Regions from separate parts of the Sus scrofa genome. Here regions 1 and 2 are each linked to region 3. A link is a contact called in public HiChIP or PLAC-seq data. All regions are on one chromosome and are shown on one strand. The core of a region is the stretch at or near the end of the contact, and the rest is flanking DNA. Distances in the headings are between cores, read along the strand shown.

The links. HiChIP or PLAC-seq counts read pairs in DNA pulled down with a chosen protein or histone mark.
Region 1: an H3K27ac HiChIP or PLAC-seq map of alveolar macrophages shows a contact between it and region 3. The contact joins the enhancer-like site here to the promoter of DEPDC5 in region 3. A contact is called at or near these places in 2 of 5 promoter capture datasets (both in liver), 4 of 47 Hi-C or Micro-C datasets (heart right ventricle, liver, skeletal muscle and 1 more) and 2 of 2 datasets of contacts at active chromatin or transcription factors (alveolar macrophages and skeletal muscle).
Region 2: an H3K27ac HiChIP or PLAC-seq map of alveolar macrophages shows a contact between it and region 3. The contact joins the promoter of YWHAH here to the promoter of DEPDC5 in region 3. A contact is called at or near these places in 3 of 5 promoter capture datasets (fetal liver, fetal skeletal muscle and liver), 19 of 47 Hi-C or Micro-C datasets (alveolar macrophages, blood, brain and 13 more) and 2 of 2 datasets of contacts at active chromatin or transcription factors (alveolar macrophages and skeletal muscle).

What each region holds. Positions count from the first base shown.
Region 1 is chr14:48,311,001-48,315,576 of Sscrofa11.1, reverse strand. The region is part of intron 3 of PISD (phosphatidylserine decarboxylase); the gene reads left to right. Among named protein-coding and RNA genes, the nearest start is that of PISD, 28 kb to the left of the region's middle. Within about 2 kb of position 2,401, at least 41 of the 83 cell types and tissues checked have an H3K27ac peak or open chromatin away from gene starts, as enhancers often do. A contact at or near this core is called in alveolar macrophages, liver and skeletal muscle, where this site is marked.
Region 2 is chr14:48,541,344-48,545,772 of Sscrofa11.1, reverse strand. YWHAH (14-3-3 protein eta) reads right to left here and starts at 1,742. Exons shown (of 2, transcript XM_001928076.4): 1 at 1,334-1,742. The coding sequence starts at 1,420.
Region 3 is chr14:48,420,436-48,425,323 of Sscrofa11.1, reverse strand. DEPDC5 (DEP domain-containing protein 5) reads right to left here and starts at 3,536. Exons shown (of 42, transcript XM_013983091.2): 1 at 3,406-3,536; 2 at 2,427-2,550. The coding sequence starts at 2,484.

The DNA.
Region 1 (4,576 bases), core at 1,152-3,651, 110 kb after region 3:
AAAACAATTACAGTTCTTAAAATCAGCAGTCAGTCAGTTGGCGGGCAGTAGACCCTCCCACCTGCCCAGCTCTGCCCTCAGAGAATCCTAGGCTTATTCTGGGGTAGGAGGACATCTCAGGGCCTTCCTTCAAGGTACCTGCCAGGAATGGTGGCAGCTACTCCAGCCTTTCCTCTCCCCGGGCTCTGCCAGCCCAGGGGCTGCTCTGTGTCTGGACCACTTGGGAGCACAGCGGAGGGCTCAGGGCCAGAGGCTTATTCCACCTCGAGCACTTTGTCTTCCTGTCTTGCTGCACCCTCCTCGCTGCCTGGGAAAAGTCCCGGGCAGCTCAGAAACATTGACAAATGCAAAGGGAGAATTTGGCAGGGCTATAAGAAGCCTTTGGATTAAAAAATCACCTGAGGGTGCTTCTTGCTCTTCTGGGCTCCTTACTCAGGCTTCTGTGAGGCTGATAACCTGGCTCTTCGTTCTAGCCATCACCTGTCTTCCTCAAGGGGCCTCAGCTGCCGCCCCCCAGGGAATGCAAACTAGTAGGGAGCACCTGCCACCCTGTCCCGCTGCTACCTTCCAACCCCTGGCACAGTGGGACATGGAGTTCACACTGCAGGGAGCGGCAGTGGGTTGCCCTGAGGGGAGAGGCCTGTCCACAGGTGCTGGGGGCCAGGTGACCTGGGGCCTGCAGAGCCTTGCAGTAGCGCTAGGGGGCACTCCCGCTTAGGGGAGTCCAAATCAAATGGGAGGACGGAGTGTGGCTGGCTGCCCAGAGAGTCTTTATTTGAGGTTTGAAATAAACCTGCCAAATGGTTTTTTGTTTTCCCCAGAAATCCTGTGAAGTATGGTCTGGAATCCAAAAAGCATTTCCCTACTGAGAAATATATGGTGGAGAACAGGTTAGAAGGTGGTGAGAGCTAGTCTCAGGGCATGCCCATGGGCTGATTTATGAGTTTGCTAAACACCAATCAGCCGGAGAGGCTTTAAGAGGTTACTGAGGAGTTCTGATAGGCATGGAATGGCCCGTTGGTCATTTTACAGTAGAGAGCATCAGCACTCCAGAGGCTGCTCAGCAAATGAGAATCCGAGCTTTAGATCCATAGACTCGTTTTTCCCCTGAGGTATAACATGGGCTGGGTCTGTTCTGGATGCACTGCAGCCTTAGGGGAAGTCAGAATGGTCTTCCCAGATTTCTGGTTGTTGCTAGGATTCTGTGTCAGCATCTTCCTGTGCTTTCAATCCCTTTATCCCCTCTCATGAGGTATTTGGTTGGAGCTCTGAGGTGAGAGGGGTCTGAAGTCTCACTGGGAGCTGAGAATGCTGCAGGCCAGGGCAAGGAGACTGAAGTGTAGGTAAGGTATTTGTCAGCCCTGTGCACCCTGCTGCCTCCGTGTTCCTACTGGCGCATTGTAGGTGTTGAATGTCATGGAAGTCCATGAGGTAGGACCCTACCCATCTTCTCCCCCTTTCCCCCCTGTGGTGTCCCAGGTTGAACAATTGGTTGGGCTGGATCTTGATGAGGCGTCGGGTATGTGGGGCTGTGTCTGCATGCCACTTTGTCCTCTCTTAGGCTTCCTTGGCTCAGCTGCCCATCTCGTCACAAGCCCTGTAGGCTCTCTTCCCTGTTCTAATGTTGCTCTAGAAACTAAATTCCCAGTGGTCAGAAGAAGCTGAGGTTGTACCTTTGTTCAACAAATCAGGGCCCTGGATTCCACATCCTTTTGGGGGTAGAGTAGTGGTGGTTTTCCTGGCCAGATCCTACTCCTCCCCTAAAAAGTGTTAAGTTGGTTCATTCCATTCGTGTTGACTGAGTGCTTCTGGTGGGTATGAGGGTAGGGTTCTTACCCCACAGGCTGGAGCCCTATCACCTAACGGGGTAGAAAGATAAGTCGAGAATCACCCCACAGGTTTTGATCCCAGAGAGGAAGCCTGCGTGCAGGGCGGGTCTGGACCTTGCCCACTGGGTCTTCTTTGCTGTTCTGCACTGGGGGATTTTTTGTGTCTGGTGTGACTTCCTGGAGCAGAGGAGGCGGAATAGGAAGCAGCCTCATGTTCTGTGTGGAGTGTGGAGAGGAGCGAGGGCTTAGACACCTGCTGTGCAGCTGGTGGGGGGGTAGAAAAGGTGGCTGGAGGTGGCTTTTTGCTGTCTCGAGCAGCTGGCCCTCGGTGTAGTCAGCAGCACGTGGAGGCCCTCGCGTGGGCTGGAGGGGCGCGTGGGAGTAGGGTCGGCTGCCCAGTCCCCAGCCCGTGGAGATGGCCCCGGGAAACCCTGTGACCCCGGCAGCCGGTTGCATGTTCCCGCCGTTCCCCTCGCCTCGCCCCTCCCCTTAAAGGGACCCCGTGCTGAGGGGCGGGGCGCGGCTGACGAGCTTGGTGGCAGGCCTCCTGCCCCCGCCCCCTAGCGGCCTGAGTGGCTGGAGCCCGAGCCCTCGCTCGCCGCCCGCAGCCCGGCTTCCGCGGAGCGGCACCTCCCTGCGAGTCGAGTCGGAAACCGAGTAGGCAGCAGGCGGCGCGGAAGCTGAGCCGAGCCGCGGACTACCTGCCGGTGAGTGAGCCTCCTTGCCCCGCGCAGCTGGTAGACCTGCTAAAGGATCCTGGAGGCCGTCCGGGTCCCGGGGTACGGGTCTCCTGTTACTTCTTAGGGACGGAGGAGCCCGCCCCACTGCCCCGGTCGAGCTGTGGCTTCCCGGGCCCCACACGGTGGGTCATGGGGCCGGCCCGATGAGCTCACTTCCTCCGCATCCTGTAGCATCTCCTCGCCCCACGCTCAGAAAAGGGAAATGCTGGCCTTGCCGGCAGCTCTGTGTCCTGCGCCCAGAGCTCCAGGCCCATTTCCTGTCCGAGGGGCCTGGGGTGGGCGCCGGAGGAGGGAGAGCAGCATAGTACCTCAGTGGGACCCATACGTGCTGTGATTGTCACCTGGTACCTCCCAGGGGGGGGAGGGTGTGACAGAACCCCATTCCCACCAGTGCCAAGGATTGCCGCAGAGAAGGTTCCTTTCCTTGGGGGAATTTAAGAAGGACCCCTGCCAAGTTCTGTCCCCACCTCTACCACCCTTGAAAGAGGCACCTCTGGACCCTGGTCTTTGCTTCTTCTTCTCTCACCCAAGGTTTCCCCAAGATGGCTCACCCGTTTTGCCAGGGAGAATCCATTTTCCTGGTTCTCTATTTCTGACATTTTGTCTGCTTCTAGCCCTGAAACTTGGGGGAGGAATGATTCGTGGTCCCACCAGGACACAGATGCCTGGCAGCCCTGCCCTACAGAGTGGGAGTGTGCCCAGCAAGTAAGGCCTGGGCCTCTGGATTTGGGGACACTGGGGGTTTCAGTCGAGGCTTCAGGCCAGGTAGCTGGCACCCATTGAGCTTTCTACTCAGGGAGTGGGAGCACATTCTTGTGTTTTTGCAGGCTGCACATGTGCAGGGCTGCAAGGCCTTCGTCCTGGACAGTGAGGGGTGGGCGGGGATGTTGCAGTACTGCTCACATGTGAATCCCCAGAGCAGCCTGTCCCCCTAACACGGTCCTATTGTGCCATCGCTTCCTGTTCTGTTGCTGCTCCTTTGGTTTCGGCTCCTCTCAGAACTGCTGCCCCTGCCCTGTTCCTTCCATCTTCCCAGTGGTAGCAAACTTCTGCCCTCCCAGAGCATGGGTTTTGAGGGGGACAGAAGGTGTCGGGAACCATATCTGCACTAAGCTCTTGGGTGAGAGAGAGGCGTGAAGTTTCTGAGCAGAGTTGTGGGTGAGCAAGAGGAAGGACCCTTCGCATTTCCAGAAGACGAGGAAACTGAGACCCAGAGAGCACCTGTGACTTGCAAGACCTTTTCCAGCTCTCAGGCCGAGGGTTGGGGGAGGACGGCCAGGATCGAGTAACCAGATTGTTCTTGTCTCCCACCAAAGCCACTCTGAGTTCTCATGTTCCGCATGGCTGGCCCTTAGGCCAGGTAATGACTTTAAAGTCCTACTGGTCACAGCTCCAAACTTGCCTCCACAGAGTATCCTTGAGACTCTCGGGGGAGAGGGAATGTGTCTGTACCTTAGGGCACCCTCCTTGCAGGCTCCTCATACAAGCCTGAGCCCCACAAGTTGCATCCAGGGAACCAGAGAGGGAGAAAGCTCTGGGTTGGCCTCCAGAGGCCATCGCAGGTACAGAGGGCAAGTGGGGCTCTGAGATGGGGATGCTGGGAGCTCTGTTGGCTGAGGAAATGGCTCTGCCCTTGCGTATTGAGGAAGGGTGACCTCTTGGGACCCCCTTCCCACTGTCCTGCAAGTACTGGCCCATTTTCTGAGGGACGACTGAATTATCTGCTTCCTGGGAAACTTTTGGGACCCAAATCCAATGGTAATTTGGAAGAAGCTTAACATCGTGGTCTCAGTGTTCCGTTTTAGAAGAAGAGATAGAGTGGTGACCAAGACAGGACTCGGGTGTGAGGACTTCCTGCCTGGACCCTCATGGCAGTTGCTGGAGTCTCTCCAGAATAGTAGCTCCTTGAGTTGCTCCCTACCCACTGCTGTCTCCTCCACTGTGAAAGGGGGCGAGGGCCTGCTCTGCCCTGGTGGGCTGTCTGGCCTGGCCAGGCCCCTGCACTGG
Region 2 (4,429 bases), core at 493-2,992, 120 kb before region 3:
GGTTCAATGTGTGACAAGGACAACATGGAAGAGATAACTCTTCAAGTACACTTCTTACCTGGATAAGCCCAAATATTGACCTCAACAACATACTTCACATATTACTATTGAAAGCTTTAAAAGGAGCTTTTTATATGACTCTGACATTTTAGGAAGCCTCTGTATTTGTGGGTTTTTTCCTCTAAGAAATCCCCTCCCAAGGCTCGAAAAAGGGCAAATGAGCTGTAGAATCCAGGGCAGTCTAAAAAAAAAAAAAAAAAAAAAGAATCCAGGGCAGTAATTGCTGAACTTAAACCTACTAACACTTGCCACTTGAGGGCTGGTTCAAGTGCAGCTGAGCTCCACCCCCAGGGTTTCTGAGTCTTTAGGTCTAGGGTGGGGCCCCAGGAGATCCTTTCAGGTCTCAGGAGGTGGAACACTGGGTGAACATGGCAGGTTGGTGGCCGCAGCTGTGGCTATACCCGTGTGACCTTGACGCAGAGGGAAGTAATGTTCATTTGGAGAAAACGTGAAATAATGCGCGGAGACGAGGTTAGCGAGGAGTTCGCCACAACCCTAAGTCTCAGGCACGCAGGTGGTATCTAATCCAGGGCATTTGCCAGGGTGTGGTCGGCAAAGGCTCCTTCCCCGGAAATCGAGCTGCAGACAGGTCTCTGAGGGTCTCGGCAAGGCAAAGGTACACGGGCTCGGCCCGCCCAGGAGTCACGACCCGTTTTAGTCTCCAAGCAGATGGGTGCCGCATCCAACCTGGAAGGAGCCACACGCCCGCCACCCTCCCGCCGGCTTGCGGGGGGGAGGGGGGGGGTCTCCGCACACAATGCGGACCCCGGGCGTGGGAGGATGGAACCAGAACGATTCCAGCGAGCGGAGCAAAAACGGATCGGAATTACACCGACTGCAGGTAGTGGCAGCGGAAACCATGAGAGACAGGGCGCCACTCACTAGGTGATTCTTTATTACAAGTTGGGGTGTGGAGAAAAGAGGGGGTGCCCCAGCCCGACAGAAATATCCAGAAGGAGAAATGTGACTCCCTCACCTTCCCACGGGCACCCTCCCTCACCTGTGGTCCGAGCTGGGATATGGCGACCCCCGACCACCAGATGGCCCGCCCGCGGGGTCACCGCCGCACCCCCTCCCTAGAAACCCCACCAGGGCCCGGCCGCAGGAAATGGCGGGGCGCGCGGCGGGCGCGGGAAGCGCGGTGTGCGGGCGGGTGGCCGCGCCCAGCGGGGCGGCGGGGTCGCCCCAGGCCTGGAGGGAGCAGCCGCCTGGTTGCCCACCCTTCCCCTGCGTCGGGCCCCCGGCCGGCCGCCCGGGCGTCCGGCGCGCTCACCGCCTTCATGGCGGAGGCCATGTCGTCGTAGCGCTCCGCCTGCTCGGCCAGCCGCGCCCGCTGCAGCAGCTGTTCGCGGTCCCCCATGTCGCTATGGCTCGGCCTCGCCTCGCGCCCAGCTCCACTCGCTTGCTAGCCCGCGCGTCCGCTCCCGGTCGCCGCGGAGGCCGCCGCCGCGCACGCGCACTGGCTCGCCGGCCCGCCTAGGCTACAAGCAGCAGGCAGCACCGATCGACCTCTCGCTGGCTCGCCTCGCGCGCTGTGGCTCGCACCGCGGACGCCGCCGAGAGAGGACAGGCGGTCACGCGGGGGGATGGGCGGATGGGAGGACGCCTGCGCAGTGGGAGGGGCAGGGCCGGGCGGCGCGGAGCGGCGCAAGTGGGAGGGGGGAAGGGCGGGCCGGCCCTAACGGTCTATTTCAAGGTGACGTCAGCTACTATAAATAGCTGCGACCACCGCCCCGCCCCAAAGCCGCGCAGGCGCCGTGCGAGTGCTGCATTTTACCACCGCAGAGGTGGAGGTGAAGAGGGGACCGCTGGGGTGGGGACTGCAGAGATCGGGGAAGGGGCCGGGAGATGGCTGCTCCGCTGGCAGCGCACTGTCACGGCCCCACCCGGAAAGGTGCTTCTGAACCCATGTTAGAGCACTAGATTGAGAAGGGACTCCAAAGCAAATAAAACTAGCGCTTGGGGAAGCCAGGAGGCCGCATGCCCGACGGGCGGTCTGGACCCGCCCCCGCCCAGTCTAACCGTTCGGCTTCGCAGGGCCACACCCAGCACTTGGGTCTGCGCTGGCAGATTAGAGTCGGTCCCGCCTAACGTCCCCCCCACCCCCACCCCACAACACATTCATTCACTGCGCCTCCACCCTAGGGAGTGGCCTTGTGCAGACTGTGCCTTTACGCGGGAGGAGGGACTGACCGGCCCGGCTGAGGCGGATAACCTTCGTGACACACCTGCTAGGAGCTGGCCCAGTGCTAGGCCTTTCCAGGCACGATCGTATCTGATGCTCACAACTCAGGCCAGTGGGTACAGCTGGCCTCTTTTTTCAAAGCCAGACCAGTGTGAGTTGCTCAAGGTTACTGTTGGCCTGTAAAGTGGCAAAGAGGAGAGTGGACCCGCTGGTCACTGAGCCAGTCCTGGCGTTCCACGCTGAGGAACCCTGGTGCCAGGCCCAGGGCTGGGCCTCGGACAAGAGAGGAAAATCCCAATAACTAAAGCATGACCAGACCTAGTATACCATGCGAAGGGCAGTGCAGGAGAAGGGGCCTGAGGTTCTCTGAGAATTTTATTGAGCACCTACTGCATGCTCAACACTGGGGGAAAGAGTAGGTGCAGAATGAGTAGGACACTCAGTTCTCTCTGTGGCTCAATGAGGTCATCTTGGGAGGGCTGGAATGCAGGTTTAATCCCCAGCCTGGTACAGTGGCTTAAGGATCTAGCACTGGATCCCTGGCCCAGGAATTCCGTATGCCCAGGGGAGGACAAAAAAGAAAAAAAAGAAAAAAAAAAAAAAGAGTTAAGACGCAGCCCCTGTCTCGGAGAAGCAGATGTCTGAATACCCCAAAGGAGGTAAGCTGGTCCAGATAATGTCAGGGAAAAGGTGGGAGAGAGTGGGGTCTGCAAAGACAAAGCCTTGGCAGTGAAGATAAAAACAAAATGGTGAGAAAGGTCGGGCAGTGGGACATGAGGTGAGGTAAAAAACAAGACTGTGGAGTGTTTTCAATGCCAGGCTGAAGATCTGAAGCATCCCTAGGTAGTTGGGAACCACCAGAGGCATGGAAGCCACATTTCAGGCCAGGAGTCTTACTTTGGAGAGTCAGATGCATTAGAAAGGAGAGAGAGGAGGAGTTCCCGTCCTGGCACAGTGGTTAACGAATCCGACTAGGAACCATGAGGTTGCAGGTTCGGTCCCTGCCCTTGCTCAGTGGGTTAATGATCCGGCGATGCCGCGAGCTGTGGTGTAGGATCCCGAGTTGCTGTGGCTGTGGTTTAGGCTGGCAGCTACAGCTCCGATTAGACCCCTAGCCTGGGAACCTCCATATGCCCGGAAGCGGTCCAAGAAATGGCAAAAAGATGAAAAACAAAACAAAACAAAAAAACAAAGGAGAAGGAACTGGAGAGTGGGCCTTTTCTGAACCTCTGTTTTACAATCTGGGAAAATTGGACTTGAAAGACTGTTTAAGGCACTGTAGAAGAGAAGAAATCCTGGAATGTCAGAGCTGGCAGGACCCTTAGACTCACCACTGTCCAACCCCTTATCCCAAGTAAGGGGAAGCTGAGGTCTGGGGAGGAGGAGAGGCTGGCTGCAGTTTGCATGGCCAGTGAGCAGAGCTGGGTCTCCCATACCAGGTCTCCTGCCTCCGGGGCCACTATCTCTCTGCTGCTACAGTGAGGACTCAGGACCCATGACACAGCATTTGTGTGTCTGGGAAGAAGTCCCCACCTCAGGCTTTGAAGAGTTACCTTTGTTAACTACACATGGATGGAATTGAGGTTAGCAAACCAGGCTGATTTTTCCCTTAGTGAATATCTTTAAGGGGTGTGAGAGATAGTAACATTATCCACTGTGGGCTCCATGAGGATGGGTTCTGTGAGATGTGGGCAGCCGGCCAGCACTGGGGGCACCTCCACAGTTTCTTCCAGCCCTGAGAGGAGTTAGAGCCCTTCTAGCTTCTGATCATGTTGGACAGAGATTGATTTCAGAGCAGTAAAAATCAGGTAGACTAGAGCATTCTAAATAACTGATTTGGACATTCATGAATGTCAAATGGGAGACACTTCGGTTCTCCCATAAAGCTTTTCTTTCCTTTTCACCAACTACACTGTCCCTACTTCCTCACCTCCCACCCACCCCTCAGCCCAATGTACTCTGGCTGTACCCCACTCCTCCAACCTACGGAACCCTCACTGTGGCCACCAATCCAATGTCACTGCACAGTCCTCACCTTCCCGGCCCTCTTGGCTGCACTGGGCACAACTGCTCTCCCTTCCTTGACAGGCTCTTAGCTCCATGACCCTGCACTAGCCTGACTTCTCTCTGCTGCCCTGGCTGCTCCTCTTTTGTCTCCTGTGTGAGTTGGTCTTCTCAGCCTAC
Region 3 (4,888 bases), core at 2,287-4,786:
TTTATTTTTTGTTTAGGGTGACACCCACAGCATATGGAGGCTCCCAGGCTAGGGGTCCAGTAGGAGCTATAGCTGCTGGCCTATACTACAGCCACAGCAATGTGAGATCCGAGGCGCGTCTGTGACCTACACCAGAGTTCATGGCAAGGCCAGATCCTTAACCCACTGAGTGAGGCCAGGTATCGAATCTGCATCTTCATGGATACTAGCCGGGTTCATTTCCGCTGCGCCACAACAGGAACTCCTAAATTTGTTTATTTTTTCAGCATTTTATTTATTTTTATGGGTTTTTTTTTTTTTGAAGTATAGTTGATTTACAGTATTGCGCTAGTTTCAGGTGTACAGCAGAGTAATTCAATATTTTTGCAGATTATATTCCAATATAGGCCATTACAAGATAATAGGTGTAATTCTCTGTGCTCCATAGTATATCCTTGTTGCTTATCTATTTTATATATAGTAGTTTGTATCTGCTAATTCCAGACCCCTAATTTTTCCCCCTTCCCTTACCTCTCCCCTTTGGTCATCATAGGTTTGTTTTCTATGTCTGTGAGTCTGTTTCTGTTTGGCATATACATTCATTTGCATTATTTTTTATATTATACATATAAGTAGATATCATACAGTATTTGTTTTTCTCTGACATTTCACTAAAGCATAATAATCTCTAGGTTCATCTGTGTTGCTGCAAATGACAATGTCTCATTGTTTTTTACAGCTGAGTAATACTGGTGGATGCATTTTTTCTTTATAGTCCTGCAGCAGATTTGTTATAGCACCCAGCAATCTTTGTCTTATACATATGAAAAAGCAGACTCGCATACATTGTACATACACTGTATATACTGTTTCTTTGTATCCTTTCCTCTGTCAAAAGTACTTTCTGCTATCTGTTCAGTTCTGCTCCACAAACATTTAGGCAGCCTCAACTGCATACAAAGTACAGTCTTAATAACAGACTGTGGTTTTAGCTGAAATTGGGTTTTAAATATAGCAATGCCTGGTGTTATCCTTGTCCGGGTAATTACAATGGCTACATTTATTGAGCAGCTCTAAGGAGCCTGGTACTCTCTGAATACTTTACATACACCATTTTACTCAATCCCAATAAGACCTTATGATATAGAAACTATCATTTTCCCTTTTGGGCAGTCCTTGCCTTTGGGAGGCTTAGACATGTATAACACAGGAGCAAATGCATACTAAAATACAATTTTAAAAACACTCACTGTGTTATTCCAGTTTCTAAAGTAAATAAGGTTATTAGGACAGAGGGAAACTTATTTACTCTCCCCCCAAAAAAATTCATATGAGTACTTTCCTATTCTGCAGATTCATAGACTCAAGGTGCTAAGGGAAACAAAGAAACTATTCTAATAAAGAGCTTGAATTTGTTGGTAAGGTAAACTAGGAGCTTGCCCAAGGTCACAGGGAAAATTAGAGGCAGAGCTGATACCTGGATTCTGGTTTAAAGCAGGATAACATGCTGTGTCCTGCCCAGTCTCAAAGTGCCTCAGAGTCAGGCAAAGGTTCATGCTTTGATCACACCTGTCTTATGTATATCCACTACTTCTCTCTCATCAAACATAAATTTTTCTTTATCTGCCAAACCAGTGGAGACCGAAATTTTATGAATTGTACAGTAAACAGTTAATAAAAAATACAAACAAATCAACCAGCACCTAATGTATAGCACAAGGAACTATATTCAATATATTGTAATAGCCTATAACAGAAAAAAAATCTGAAAAATATTTATACATACATATATACTCATATATACACATATATGCTGAATGAATCACTTTTCAATGCACCTGAAACAAACACAACATTGTAAATCAACTATACATCAACTAAAATTAAAAAACAAAACAAAACAAAACAAAACACCCAAATAGGAATTCCCATTGTGGTACAGCAGAAACAAACCCAACTAGTATCCATGAGGATGCAGGTTCAATCCCTGACCTTGCTCAGTGTGTTGGGGATCCAGCGTTGCCATGAGCTGTGGTGAAGGTGGTAGACACAGCTTGGATCCCGCATCACTGTGGCTGTGGCATAGGCCAGCAGCTGTAGCTCCAGTTCAACCCCTAGCCTAGGAACTTCCATATACTGTGGGAGCATCCCTTAAAAAAAAAAAGCAAAAATATAAATAAATAAATATCCAAACAAATGAAGAGTAGTAAGCTGGCAATATTCACAATGTGCCTTAAAATGCAAATAAAAATGCTTGCAGAAGGAACCTGTGCTCTCCCTGGTCCTGCTACCCTCCTTGCTATGGTATTACACTTGCTGCTTCACTCTGTTAAATTGCCTGCCTAGCCCCAACTGTCACATGAGTCAGTGTGTAAATTTCAAGGCACCAGAGACACACTAGTACCTCAGCCAAATTACACAACCTCCGAAGACCAGTCAATACTGACCACTGCCCCCAAAGCCCTTCTTGTGGATGACGAGTTTGTAGACCTTTGTTGTTCTCATCTTGTACTGTTGTTTCCTTCAGCTGTTCCAAGCTTGGGGGAGCGAAATCATCTTGCCTCCCTGACACTGAAACACAAACAAAAAGGCTGGAATGTCAGATCTTTCCTTGCAAGGGTTCTTTGATTTTAGATCAGTGAAAATACTAGCCCTGATCATTTGAGCGGTGACACCAACTCCCTGGATGAAATCACTCCTCCAATTATCAGGAGGGATGGAGAACAAACAGACCAACGAATCTGAGAACGAAAGGGAATTCGGGCCAGGGTCCAGCCCAACCTCCACGAAGATACTTTATCACACACCAAAGGGAAAACTTGGAGTGAATGAGGCACTCACCGCCTTGCCTCTATCTAAACCAACAACGCCAAATATTAAGAAGATCTTAAGAGGTTAGGCACACTCATTCTGTAGACGAGGAGAGTGAGGGCCAGCGCAAGAGACTTGCTCAGGTTCCTGAGACTGAGAGGCGCTCCCACTGTTCACGTTTCGCCATTGATGTCCTGGGCAAGGAGAATGTAAATAGAAGGAAAGCACGGGTTCCTTCACCAAACCTCCAGCTGCACAAACTCATCGGTTCCTCTTCGCACCCCCCTCATTCCCTAGCTGATGCGACCGCGGCTCAGAGACTGACAAGACTTGCCTGAGGTCACACAGCGGTTTGGGGGTGGGGATGGGTCCAGGATTCGAACCTGGGCCACGGCCCCCTCCCTCCTGATCCTCAAACCAGGGCCCCGGCGGCCAGCTCCACTCACCCGCAGCTCCGGAGCCACTTCCCGCTGGAGGCCCGGACTCCGAGAGCCCGACCGTGGCCGGGGCCCCTGTGCGTCCTCCGGACGCCCCGCCTACGCCCTCAGTGCCGGTGCAGCTCCGGTGCCCTAGCTCCAGGAGCCGGTCGGCCCTCCCCAGCCACCAAGCGCTCACCTGAGAACCCGCGCTGCTCCGGTGGCTCCGCCCCTGGGTACCGCCCCCTTCCCGCCCACCCCCACCCCCCTACCCCCGGGCCGCTCTGGCCGGGCCTCCGCCTCGTCTCGGTGTCCGAGCCACTTCCCCATCCGGGGCTCGCGCCGGGGGCGGGGCTGCGCGTGTAGCTTCTTGGTCGGATTGCATGTAGTAGTTTCCCACTCGGGAGTCTGATGGCTCCCGACTGGGGAAGGGGAGTGCTTTTCCTCCCAGACGTTCCGAAGTAGATCCGAGTCCAAGAGATTCGCTTTCGACCTAGTGATTTGCGCAACAGGGCAAACTCGAATGAGTGTCCCAGGATCTGTAAACGAAGTTATGGACCTTCGCCTGGCCTCACAGGGCTACTGAGGCACAAAATAGTTTCTGGGAGAATTTTTGTAAAATGGAAAGGGCTGAGCACGTGCGACCTAGTGCGATAGCCCCTGCTGGGAAGTATCCACTTTGGGGAGGACTATTTCAAATCCTTCCAAACCCCAAGTGGCGTTCCGTGCCTGTCTGGTTCTTAATAATAGCTACCATAGCTTTCACAGACATACTTATGTAATTGTCACATCCTTTTTAGGTGGCAGAGACACTCTTATTCACAGACAGGGAACTGGCAGAGGACACGAAACAACTCTGAAGGGAGCAAGGACAGATCTTGACACTCCAGTCCAACTTGGCTCCGAAAGCTGAGCATTTAACCAGCATCCTCCCATCTCACTCCAGGGCTCATCCTAAACCGTTTTCAGTCTGAAGATCTTTCTCTTCTCAAGGAAAAAATCAGAGCTGTGTGGGCAGTGACTGAAGTTGGCCAAGGGCTCCTGGCAAGTTGCGAGCTCCAACTAACTGACCTACAGTTTTCAGAAATTCTCTGAATGTTGAAAGAAAAAAAAAGCATCGCATACCACAGAGAGACTGCTGAGTGGGTGAAGGGGGCCCCTGTAGCAAGACCCACCTGTGATTTTACTTTAGGATTCAGAAGTTAAATAACTCTTAAATAATTGTATTTTTTTAATAGTAAAGAAAACATGTAATCAGGTAGACTGCAACAGTTGCAAAAGTTTTCAGGGATAAAATGTTAAGTATAAAAGACATTTTTATGTTGCTAGTTCACCCAGATCCCCCAGGCTGTCTTCTCTGAGGCTGTTGGGCACTCCTTCCATCCCACACAGAGTTAATGGGACTCTGTCCCTGGCCCTTAGGGGAATCTGATTCCTTCTCCTGAAGGATGTTCATAGTTAACAAATATTTCAGTTTTGGCAAAAATTTGTCAAAACAAAACAAAACAAAAAACCTTAACAAGGTTTTCTTGGGGTTTTTTGGTCTTTTTAAGGCCATGGCATATGGAGGTTCCTAGGCTAGGGGTTCAATCGGAGCTGTAGCCGCTGGCCTTTGCCAGAGCCACAGCAACTCAGGATCTGAGCTGCGTCCGTGACCTACACCACAGTTCACAGCAACGCCA